Regions from separate parts of the Sus scrofa genome. Here region 1 is linked to region 2. A link is a contact called in public Hi-C data. All regions are on one chromosome and are shown on one strand. The core of a region is the stretch at or near the end of the contact, and the rest is flanking DNA. Distances in the headings are between cores, read along the strand shown. Region 1 overlaps MED12L (mediator of RNA polymerase II transcription subunit 12-like protein). Region 2 has its middle 22 kb from the start of ERICH6.

Region 1 (2,700 bases), core at 197-2,696, 390 kb after region 2:
TGCCATGTGTATCCCAAAAATCAGAGGGGCCTTGAGTTTCTGGGTGAGGTTTCACGTGTAATTCTGCGCGGGGGGCTGGGGGGTGGGGGGAGCGCAAACAAATATTTGACTTGGATAAATCCTAACAGCAGAGTTTTAAATAGAGGTGAATTAGGGAAGCTTGGAAGATACTGTAATTCTCTATCTTCATGAGACTGAAAAAATTAAGAGGTTACAGGTGGATGTGATGTTTTGAAAATGCTGTCTAATAAGTGAGCCTTACAGACTGGCAGGAAAGAACAGCAGACCTAGTACAGAATTTGCTTTCTGATATTTTTTAGAATTGAATGAAGTTTCGGTTTAACTGAATAATTTCGAGCTCACCAGAGAAAAGCATTTAAAATGGGCTAGCTAATACTTAAAAATAGGTGAAACTTACACGAGAGTTATATAATTAAAATCTTTGAACTGATTGGGAAACAGGACTTGGTAGTGAGTGACACAGGACGTTGTAGGAATTTCCCCTGCAATAAGGAGGCTTATTGTTGCTGAGTTAACGCATTGTATCACCTCTTATGCTTGCTACCATTACTGCTATCACTGCATCAGTGAACATTTCTTGACCAGTGGTGGGATTTCCCCCTCCCTCCACCACTAGGGGGATTTGGGTGCTCCTTACAGGCCTAGACTGAATCAGTTCCTGCTATGTGCAGTGAAAATGAGCTCTCCAGTCTTGGGGAGATGTCCTCCGTTTGCTGTTGGACCCTAAGGCGGGGTTTGCTGTCGTGAGAGCAGATGGCCCCTCCCCAGAGCTCCCATTTCTTAGCACTGGCCAGGCTCTATGTTTTGTCCACTCTGATTTATTATTCAGGAGCTCTATGAGGGAGATACATTGTCCCCAGTTCTCAGATGAGGACACTGATGCACAGGTGGGTGCATGGAGCCCCTCAACACTTGTGTTCAAAGTAGGCTCTGGAGCCTGTGCCAGGTGCTGTACTGGTTGGTGGGGATGGAGCGGGAGAATGCAGTCACTGCCCGCTCATGTTCACCAGCGGGGGGAGGGGGGTCTAGCCAAACAGACTAGACATCTGGGGAGGAAGGAAGAGTGAACAGTAAAGAGAATAAGATATGGAGGGAGTCCCAGGGGGCCTTGGGAAGCCCAGGCAAGTCACAGAGGAAGTGACAGTTGAACACAATTTTGGAAGAAGCAGCATTTCCTAGGAGGCCAGAGTCGGGAGCTACTGGGAGGAAAGGGCATTTCCACCAGACGAATGGTGTCTGCAGAGAAACAGGGTCATCAAGCAGTTTGACGTAGAACTGCCAGGGTTAATTTTCACCTGACACAACAGTCAGCAGTGGGGCAATGATGAAAGGCTGTGAGGAGGCTTGTCTGCCAGAGTAGGGTGTGAGGTTCTGTCTGGTGAAGGATGGGGAGCCGTGCAAGGACGTTCTGTTACTCTCATTGCTGTTACAACACTGCCCTCAGCTTCCTGTCTGTCAGATGGGTATAATCGACAGTATCTTCTGAGGATGAAATAAGCCAGTACTTCTAAAGTGTTGACAGCAGTGCCCACCACACAGTAAGTGGCCCGTAAATACAGACTGCTAATAGTATGCTCCAGCTGCTGCTAGGACTCTCTGTTAATTATGGTACGCCTTGTGCTGGACCTCTACAGACATTATTTGTAATCATCATAACATGCTTGCAGGGAAGGTTTTATTATTTCACTTTGAACATGAGAGACTTGAGCCTCAGAAGTTAAGTGACTCACTGGCACCAGTGGAGGGGGCTTACTAGAAGGGCTTTGCCCTTTCCTTCCTGCTGTGGCATGGTGGCGGCTGGGGGGATGTGCCTGTCATGGGTCAAGGCCGGGGAGGCAGGGGGGCATCGTTAGGGAGAAGGTGCTGGGAGGGAACAGGCTGCAGGACTAAGGGGCTGTGAGCAGCATCGGAGGAGCTAGATCTCTTGTTCTCACAGGTACCATGGGAAGCAGGCAGATCATAGCAGAGTGTAGGGTGCCAGAGAAAAGAGAGACAGATGAAATTGCTTGCAAGGTGAGCCACTCTAACGCTGGCTAGGAATTGCTGGGTGTTCAGTGTGGTGAAAAGTGACAAGACATATCATGGGCATGAGGCCTTTTTTCGGACAGATAGATTAGAAGAAGCTTAAAATGCTTCATGTTAAACTGCCTGGGAACTGCTATGTTTACCCACAGTGGTTTCTTCTGGACCCCTGAGGTCGCATTCAGTTGGATGAGAGACTTCTCTTGGTTGACTGTCCTCTTGGAGCCACCATCCTTATCGCCCCCCAAATACATGGAAGAAACAGCTACCCTTCTTGCATAATCAGTAATTAATTTGTGACATATTCACTGAGCCATTCAGGCTGCAAAAATAAGCCCCGCCAAACACGTAATTGACAGCTCGGTTTCTTATCTAAGCCAACCAGCTTACTTTCAGTTCGGGTCCCTGAAGATGGTGCCTTCTAACATTTTTTTTGACTTCAGGACAAGCTTTTGGTTTCAAGTCAAGATTGCCTCCACATTTTCACATGTTCCTTTTATCTCATTTGTCATAAAGGAGCTATCTGCCTTGCTTACTATGAACATAACCCTGAAGGCTGGACAGATGAGCTTGTATAAGCATAATTTAAATGCATGCTTTACTTAGCCATGACATATGTAGGTTTTTAATTGGTGAGGTAACTCTGGCTACCTGGTA
Region 2 (2,886 bases), core at 37-2,536:
GGCAGGCACTGCCCTGCTTGGGTTTGAATCCTGGCCCTGCCACTTACTGTTGTATAAGGTCAGCAAGTAATTGACCTCTCTATGCTCCAGTTCCCTCCTTTGTAAACAGGGCTAATACTGGTGTCTATATCAGAGGGTTGTTGAAAGGACTGAATTAATGGATACAAAATGCAGAAAGGAGCCTGGCACATATTAAGTGTGCTATTCACGGGTGGCAGTCTGGGCTGGGCACCCAGTTGGGTAAATAAGGCAGGTGTGAGGGACCATTTAGAAAGATGTGGGTAAGATGCTGGGACACTGACAGGATCGTGGAGCACCCTGGGGCTGTACCTGCAGGGCCGTTTCCATTCTTGGGCCTGAAGGGGTGAAAGAAGCTGGCAGTTGCCAGCTACCCAGCAGTCACAGGAAAAGGTGCAGACAGGAACTGTGGGCTGTGGCCAGGAGTATAGCTGGGGGCCAGCCTGCAGGGCAGGAGTGGAGGGGATACACACCCCCAAGGCCTTCTCCTCCCTCGCTCTGATCTCCTGCCTCTACCCACCAACAGCGAGTCCAGATGGAGGCCAGTTAGGTGGGTGCAGAAGCCAGAGGTCAGCCTGCCAGGGCCCAGGGCAGACTATAAAGGGTGAGGAGCCGAGGGGCAGACCATGGAGCCCGTCCAGCACCACCGCTGGCTAATGTGGCTATGGCTGTTGTGACAATAAATGCCTGTCACTTTGAAGCCTTGACAGATTGCCATTCCTTGCAGAGCAGAGCAGCCCAACACAGAAAGCAGAGTGACAAGGCCTGTGGGGCCACCCAGTCTCATGGTGCACAGAATGTGACAGCTGGCCCCCCTCATTCTGTGAGGGGAGGAGGGAGGCCTCTCCTGCTGAGTGCCCAGTGCAGGGCCAGGTGCTTGTCACTGAGGCCTCTGTGGGGCCAGAGCTGAAGGACCCCTGGAGAAGCATCAGGCCTTTTTATTTATATCGTGAGCTGTTTGATTCACCCTGAAGTAATACTTAGGGATGAAGACTCTCACAGCCAATGTTTCACTGTATTTATCTATTAGAGTTTATTTTAGCAATCCAAAAAGTGCCCTCTGAGCGCTCCTGGGGAAGATTAAAATAAAAGATAAAAGAGCAAAACTCAGTATATCACCTGTGGCGGTGGGTTTTTCTTCTGCTGCTGGGGCAGCTGGCTTCCTGCAGGAACCAACTAAAACTCTTGGAGACAGGCTCAGAGAGCTGAGTCACAGAGAGTGTGCTGGCTGCTGTGGGGAGGCGATTACTGAAGGAAAAGTGCTGTGTGAGTGTGAATATTTACGTTTTGGCACATGTAGGGGTGGGGGAGGAAGTTGAGGGCATTGCCGGGTTTGGATCAGGGAGGAGGCCAGGCCCAGACCAGGCTCATGGGGGCCCTAAGTTCACAAAGCCAGTGTCACTAGAGGTGTCTGCCCTTGAGCTCAGATGTACACTTCCCAAGGCTGGGTTCTTGGTCACTGAGTTTGTGTTTCCAAAAGCAGAGCCATTCAAGCTGCCATTAGAATTTTTACCACTTCTGTGGATTGCCTGCATTATCATTTACTTAATATTTTTTTTGAAGATGACACTTTTGGGGGTGCTGTAAACAATTTTGTTTGCAAAGGAAACTGCATCAGTACCATGAATGGAGAGCTAGACTCACCTACAATAAATCAAGTAACCGTCGATATAAATACAAAGGAATTCCTGGCTTCCAGCCTGGCTGACTCTGAATTCTAGAGCAGAATGATTTTGAATTCTTTCCATTCCTTTCTGCGATTTGGCTGCCCTGAGAAGCCTCTCTCTCCTCTGTCTGGTCCCTAAGCTGATCTGAAATTGGTTTGCGTGCTGGTAGCCAATAAATGTTTAATAACCGGTCTTCAAAAGTAAATGTATTATAGGCATATGTAGTATAAATATCTTACTGATGTCAATGACTCATAGGGCACACAATTTACAAATTAAAAAGCCTCAAATACAGAGTTCTCTTATGGTGCAGCGGGTTAAAGATCACTGCAGGGGCTCAGGTCACTGGCGCGATGCAGGTTTGATCCCAGGCTCAGGAACTTCCACGTACCGCTGGTGCAGCCAAAAAACAAACAAAACACACACAAAAAAACAGTGTTCTCTACTGTAAATTCTATCTAGGCAGTTGATTCCTTCAGAATGTTTTCATTTCTTCTTATTGAATTCTTCCGTCTGTGGCCAACCTGTGGTTGAAATTGATGAATGAGAGTGTTAAGACATGGCTGTTGTGGATATCATCAAGGTTAAAGTGAAGCAACAGACGCATTTGTCAGAATTTCACTAGTTCGTCTTTTGTCATCAATGATGAGACGTCTTTGCTGAATTGGGTATGAGTTTTTAAATCCTGGGAAAATATTTCATCGCTTTTTTTTTTCCTCCTCTTTGCAATGTAGTAGATCCCAAATGTGACATTTTTAAGTGAAAGCTGAACTATTAACACTTTCTCCTTCATTTCTTAAGTCTGGATAACAAGACAATAAAATCAAGCCCCAATTTGTAGCATTCGCCATTTTCTTTGGTATAAATACTCCTACCATGCCTGGTTTCAGTAATTGATGTGTGAGTTCCCTGGTGATTCAGTGGGTTAAGGATCCCGTGTTTTCACTGCAATGGCGCAGGTTCCATTCCTGGCCCAGGACCCAGGAACTTCTGCATGCCGTAGGTGCAGCCAAAAAAAAAAAAAAAAAAAAAAAAAAAAACCCACTGAGAGTGATGCAGATGCGGGAAGAGAAAGGCAGAGCTCACCTTTTATGGTATTTCCAACATATAGCTACAATAGACATAAATAACCATAACATCCTAGATAGTAGTTAGATGTAGCAAAATAATTGGCAAGTGTGAATACTTAATTTTTTTTTTT

The links. A called contact is a pair of places that touch in the nucleus more often than the background predicts.
Region 1: a contact with region 2 is called in a Hi-C map of fetal liver, with 2.6 times the contacts expected there. The contact joins two enhancer-like sites. A contact is called at or near these places in 1 of 5 promoter capture datasets (liver), 21 of 47 Hi-C or Micro-C datasets (adipose tissue, alveolar macrophages, blood and 14 more) and 2 of 2 datasets of contacts at active chromatin or transcription factors (alveolar macrophages and skeletal muscle).

Annotation. Positions count from the first base shown.
Region 1 is chr13:91,320,780-91,323,479 of Sscrofa11.1, forward strand. All of the region lies in intron 5 of MED12L (mediator of RNA polymerase II transcription subunit 12-like protein), which reads left to right. Among named protein-coding and RNA genes, the nearest start is that of MED12L, 51 kb to the left of the region's middle. Within about 2 kb of position 1,447, at least 3 of the 83 cell types and tissues checked have an H3K27ac peak or open chromatin away from gene starts, as enhancers often do. A contact at or near this core is called in fetal liver, where this site is marked.
Region 2 is chr13:90,935,590-90,938,475 of Sscrofa11.1, forward strand. No RefSeq gene overlaps it. Among named protein-coding and RNA genes, the nearest start is that of ERICH6, 22 kb to the left of the region's middle. Within about 2 kb of position 1,287, at least 20 of the 83 cell types and tissues checked have an H3K27ac peak or open chromatin away from gene starts, as enhancers often do. A contact at or near this core is called in fetal liver, where this site is marked.